Linked DNA regions of Mus musculus: region 2 is linked to region 1. Evidence: chromatin contacts called from public HiChIP or PLAC-seq data. All regions are on one chromosome and are shown on one strand. The core of a region is the stretch at or near the end of the contact, and the rest is flanking DNA. Distances in the headings are between cores, read along the strand shown.

The links. HiChIP or PLAC-seq counts read pairs in DNA pulled down with a chosen protein or histone mark.
Region 2: an H3K4me3 HiChIP or PLAC-seq map of the SCID.adh cell line shows a contact between it and region 1, with 13 read pairs. The contact joins the promoter of Rpf2 here to the enhancer-like site in region 1. A contact is called at or near these places in 11 of 39 promoter capture datasets (the 3T3-L1 cell line, 3T3-L1-derived adipocytes, the HPC-7 cell line and 6 more), 1 of 15 datasets of contacts at CTCF or cohesin (the NIH/3T3 cell line), 22 of 484 Hi-C or Micro-C datasets (the Ba/F3 cell line, DN3 thymocytes, the G1E-ER4 cell line and 12 more), 29 of 115 datasets of contacts at active chromatin or transcription factors (the 230-238 cell line, DN3 thymocytes, the HPC-7 cell line and 23 more) and 4 of 9 other capture datasets (adipose tissue, embryonic stem cells, liver and 1 more).

What each region holds. Positions count from the first base shown.
Region 1 is chr10:40,052,252-40,055,061 of GRCm38.p6, reverse strand. The region is part of intron 4 of Slc16a10 (solute carrier family 16 (monocarboxylic acid transporters), member 10); the gene reads left to right. Among named protein-coding and RNA genes, the nearest start is that of Mfsd4b1, 28 kb to the right of the region's middle. Within about 2 kb of position 1,536, at least 23 of the 459 cell types and tissues checked have an H3K27ac peak or open chromatin away from gene starts, as enhancers often do. A contact at or near this core is called in 3T3-L1-derived adipocytes, the G1E-ER4 cell line, the SCID.adh cell line and 1 more, where this site is marked.
Region 2 is chr10:40,245,294-40,248,298 of GRCm38.p6, reverse strand. It overlaps Rpf2 (ribosome production factor 2 homolog), which reads left to right and starts at 1,260. Exons shown (of 10, transcript NM_023323.3): 1 at 1,260-1,346. The coding sequence starts at 1,324. It overlaps Gtf3c6 (general transcription factor IIIC, polypeptide 6, alpha), which reads left to right. Exons shown (of 6, transcript NM_026113.5): 6 at 1-598.

The sequences.
Region 1 (2,810 bases), core at 287-2,786:
TGGGGGAGTTGATAGTTTCTTTCAGGGGTGGTGAAAATGGTCTAAACTAAGATACGAATGTTGGTCTAATAATACACATAAGCTGGGTGGGGTTTATAGCAGCATTTAGAGGCAGTGACATGTTGCACAGATGTAAATTGGAAGTTGCTGATGGGGTCTAGATAGGAAAAAAACAAGGGAAAGCCATTGGGATCAAGCAGTAAATCAAAGGTACAGAGAGCAGGTGCCCGATGGAGCCACTTACGCTGGCCACACCCGAGATCTGTCGCTTGGCTAATGGTGGTTTCATCATCCTGTGAAATTAGAAACTCAGTAAATCCAAGGAAGACAGACTGTTTGTCTTTGCCACATTTGTGTATGGTACCTGTAAAACAGCCAAGTTGAGCTTGGAGCTCGTGGGTGGGTAGAAGCACTGTGGGACTTGAGCATTCAGGCTGCCAGGGAACTGCGAGGAAGGGACCAGGTTGGTAAGAAACATCTGGGAATAGAGTGCTCCTAGGGATATCAGGAACTAGTGGAGTGACTGAGTAAGAGGCCATCGGTGGCCACACAGATGAGTAAATGGGAATATAGGGAACCACATCCAAAGGACGGAAAAGGAGAGCCAGAAAGGGAGTGGAGGATTGATCATGACAAGTTGTGTGAGCAGTCTCATAAAAGGTGAAGTCTGGGAGCAGGAAAATACGTGGCACGGGTGTGCATTACAGATAAAGTACCTTCCCTTAGTCAGCTATAGTAATGCCTTGTACACGTTTAAGTAGTTACATTAGCAACACTGTGATGACCTAGATGATGAACGGAGTGTTCCACATGCACCATCTCCAGTCCTTGCCTGGCCCTTCAAGGAAGGCATAGTTCTTTGCTTCCACTTACAGATATGAACACTTGGGAACAGGGTCTGCCTTGCTGTGGGTCCAAGCAGACAGTCATGGGCCAGCATCTGTTACACAGCTAGAAGGAGGTGGAGACAGCGGCTGCCATCTGCCTCCTCCCACCAGTACTGGGAGTGAGATCCAGGCCTCGTTCATATTTATGTACTCTTATTAAATGTAGAGCCAAGTTGGGCACAGTGAAGCAGGCCTCAAATTCCAGCACTCGGGAGGCAGATGCAGGCAGATCTCCAAGTTCAGGGCTGGCTTGGTCTATGTAGTAAATTCTAGGACAACCAGGGCTATGTAGAGAGACCCTGTCTCAAAAGGGAGGGGTTTTGAAACAGCTCCATGAGTACAGCTATGGGCCTCAAACCTGATGGCCTGAGACTGATGCCCAGAATTTAGGGAAAGGAAGAAGGAAGAGCAGTACTCGACTAAGTTGTCCCTGGTCTCCACATGTGCTCTGTGGCACATACTACCCCCAACCCTACACACCCTGGGCAAGGCAGCTCACACCTGGATCCAGTACTCATGGGGCAGGGTTGCCAGCCATGCCAGGCCAGCCTGGCCTTCAGATTGAGACTCTGTCTCAAATAGTATGGAAGTCTTTATTTTACGACAGTCTTTCCACTCTTTATAATACTTCATTGTAGATAGACTTAACTAGCATTTTGCTGATCAGTTAGGTTTGTTTTCTAATGTCGAGATGCCCTCTTCTGGACATCTGTTGCACTGAAGACTTTCAGCTTTCATTTTGTAAAAATAATTCTGAATACTTCCTATGCTCTTAGACATTAGCCCAGGTAGAGTGGCACAAACAGGACAGACAGGGTCCCTGGGTTCTTAGCACAGCTCATAGCTGGGAAAAGTTAGGTGGTTTTAGACCTAGCAAAGGAGACTGGAATGGAGGAAGGTGGGAAGATGGGAAAGGGCAGTTATCCATGTCTTCAGAACCAAGATTGGAGATTTTACCTTACTGGAGAATGTTGGTATAGTTTTCAGTAATTTAGGGTTGGTAGCTAATTGGCCCACAACTGTCACACAAACATGTCCTGGTCTGCCTTGAACTTGTCTTGCGGTCTGGAAGGTGAGGAAGAAGCCAGCCATCTTGGAAATTTGCCACCTTTATTACCTACATATGGTCCCTCTCCTGCCTACTGAGGTGTTTGTCAAACTCCTAGTCCTCATATGGACAACATGTCCATATGTGTGGACTCAAGTGCCCTGGACTCTTGTGCTCATCCTGCGTGGGGTACAGAATGGGCTGAGGGTAGGAGGGCTCATGTTCATGTCCGGCTTCGTGTGTAAACTCTCTCTTCCTTTGAAAATGACAGTGTTGCTTAAGCTGTTTTTCATTTACTTATCACCAACATTTTACATGAGGGTATGGAGTTTACCAAATGTTTAGATAGAATCCAAGTACTTAACTCTGCCCAGACTGAATCAGAGGCCCTGCAGTCTCATTTCGGCTGGCACTGCTTTGTGTGGCCTGTTCTGTGCAGAAAGTCAGCCATGTTCCCTCACTCTCCTCCTGTATAGGAAGCACCTCCACAGCACTGCCGGCCCTCAGCGTCAGGAGCATCAGTCAGTCAGTGCCGGATGAACAGCCCTCGCCGCCTCTCCCGTGGCCACAGCCTGGTTTGGTTTGCAGCCTCCTGGCCAGAGGCTGTGACTGTCTGGAAACATTGTGTTAAGTAAGGGTGTTAAGGGCAGCAACTGAATCTGACTTGGTCAGATCAGTGATGGATCTGCCTGGAAGGATGCTTATGCTCGCTCAGGTGGAGCTTAGCTTCCCATGGAGCCCAGGGTCTGAGGAGAATAGGTCAGTGTTGTCTCTCCACAATGCTGTGCTTAGGAGAAGAAAAAAAAAGCTTGTGTAATGAAAAACTCATTTGTCTTCCAAACCAGGTTCCGGTATTGACAGATCAATATTTGTTC
Region 2 (3,005 bases), core at 11-2,510, 190 kb before region 1:
TATAGTTAAGTGCTATACCACTGAGACTGCCCAGGTAGCTCCAGCCAGGCCTTTAAAGCTATTTAGAAGCCACCTTCCTAACTTGCCATTATCCATCCCAATATGCAAAAAGATGGATTTCCTGGAATGGCAGGACATGCCTTTAATCTTGGTAGGCTATGCATTTAGTTCCAGTGGTCCATAGGGAAAGGCAGCATCTCAGGTTCTACACCAGCACGGTCAACAGCTCTATGCCAGCACTGGCTGCATTTCAAGATCCTCACCCCAAAACAGAGCACACAAATGCACAGACCTTGCAATGGTAAATTAGGTCACTTGTGGTGGCAAATGACTGTAATTTTTGTCACTCAAGTGGCAGAAACAACACAGAATTCAAGATCCCGGTGATCTATATAGCAAGTTACAGGCCAGAGAAAGTGATGTAGAGAAACCCTGTCTCAAAACAAAACTCAAAATTTAATAAAGTCAGACCCAAGACTGCACACTATGAGATTCAATTCATACTATGTACAGCAGACTAGGCAATTCCAGGCAACACCGTGCCACTCGTGGATGGGTATGTGAGCTCTTTGAAGTAATAAAAGTATATTGCATGAGATAATAGTTGATGGTTGCATCTAAATCCCTACACAGCCTGATCTTCCAGCCTTCCTTTCTAAAGTACTGAGATGCCAGGACTGCAGCCCAATGCTGAGTTCTTTGATGTGTGTGTGTGTGCGCGTGCACCTCATTGTGGAGTGGAGGTTGAATTTTTAATTTTCAATTCTGCCCTCTCCTCCCCCAATGCTGGTGTTACTGCCTTCACGGCTGTGCTGGCTTCAGTGGCTTTGTGAAGGCACCCAAACCAATGAATTGTACACATTACCAGGTGTATTTTATATAACTATATGCAAGTTATATGACTGAGACTTGAGAGAAAGTCACGATGAGCAGTATTCTTCGTGTATCTTTCATGTAGAAGGCGAGGGGTTAATCAAGCTGCTTCAACTGCTCTCCCAGTTAATGGCGTCCTTTTCATAGCAGTACTTTTGGTAACTGAGTACCGTACCTCCAACCTTTCTAGCATTCTGGTTATTTCCCTGAAAAGGAACACTTGCCTCCCAAATCCTCGACTAAGTCGTTTACTTTCCGGAGAACAATCAAACAACGTTCCGTAACCAAGGGAGACGGAACGCCATGCCTTCCCAAAATGGCCGCCAGCGCGGACAGCCGGGCTGTCCATTGAAGTGGTATTTCGCACTTCCGGCACCGTCTCTTCCGGCGCTCGCGGCGGCTTCCCGGAAGTAATCGGTACACGTGCATTCGCTAAGGGATCTTGCAGCTATGGATGCTTTGGACAAAGTTCTGTAAGTGTGTGGGGCGCGATGGCGTGGGGGCGAGTCTCCCGTGACCTCCGACGCGGTCTTCCCGCTGTCGCTCTTTCCGGTCGTGCTTTGCTAGTGGTCCCTGGGAAGGAGTCGGCTCGGCCGATTCTCCGTCCCGAATCGCCGCTGGGGAAGCCGTGGTGGCAGACCGCGGGCGGTGGACTGGAGCGAGGGCGGACGCTGTGATCGGCTTATGACCTCGCCGCTGATAGATTCTGAGCTGTGAGAATGGTGGTGGCCTCGGAATCTGACAAGAACCAGGCGACAAACTGGACTCAAAGTTTTGTCACTCTGGGCATTTGAACAGCCCTAAATCAGTTTACCCTGTAAAAAATAGCTGTCACAACAGCCGTGTGTCATAGAACTGTAGAGAGCAGTGTTTGCCACAACAGGTACAAAATGGGAATTTTTCTTTTCCTTCCAACCTTGTACACTTCTGCATTTCCCTGAGTGATGGTTACGTTTGTTCAAAAAATACTTATTGAGTTCCCAAATGCTATTGCATTGGTTCTTACAGTTTTCTGCTACTTAAGTAAATATGTAGTGTAGACGACAGTTTCTTTTTAGTCATTAATGAATTTTGTGCACCTACTATGACTAACTAGTAAGGTGCTATTTATATTGATAACTGGTTAGTCAAATTGCATAAAGACACGGGCTGTAAAGTGTATAAAAACAGTGTGTGCCTTGATTTAACTCAATAAAATGTGTACATCTTTGACTGACTATTAAATGACTAACTTGGGTTTTTTTTTTTTTTGTTTGTTTGTTTTTTCGAGACGGGGTTTCTCTGTATAGCCCTGGCTATCCTGGAACTCACTCTGTAGACCAGGCTGGCCTTGAACTCAGAAATCTGCCTGCCTTTGCCTCCCAAGTGCTGGGATTAAAGGCATGTGTCACTACTGCTCAGCCTAACTTGGTTTTATACATGACATTTCATTGGAGGAGAATTTTTAAATTCTATGTGGGAAATTAAGGTGTATGCATATTTTGGGTTTTCTTTTATTTTTTTCTTTCTTTCCTCTCCCTTTCTCCTTCCTTTCCTTCCTCCCCTCCCTACCTCCCCTTTTCTTTCTCTCTCTCTTTCTCTCGCTCTCTTTTTGTCCCTCCTCCCTTCTTTTTTTTCTCTCTTTCTTCTTTCCCTACCTGTCCCAAGACTGGGAAATGGAGGGTTATTTTTATTTGAGAGAGGAGAAATTTTGTTCATAGAAAACTGTGAAAAGTATCATGTTTACTGCAGCAAATCAGAAGCAAAGTTGAATTCTTTTTTTTTACATTCTTTTTTTTTAAATTAGGTATTTTCTTTACATTTCCAGTGCTATCCCAAAAGTCCCCCATACCCTGCCCCCTGAATTATTTGCACATTGGAGTTGTAACTTACATCTAGTACAATTTTAACGTTGGCTTCCATGCCAGCAGTGAAGATCTTGGGCATATTATTTTTTTAGTCTTGAGTTGCCTGATTTGTTAAAGAGCTGTAATTACAGGCCACCATGCAGAAACATACTAAGTTAAAAACAACGCTTAACTTGACGTCATCTCATTTTTTAAATTTATTTTTATTTATGTATGTGTGAATGCTAGCTTGTATTTATGTGCACTTGTGTATGCAATGCCCGCAGAAGCCGGAAGAGAACAGCA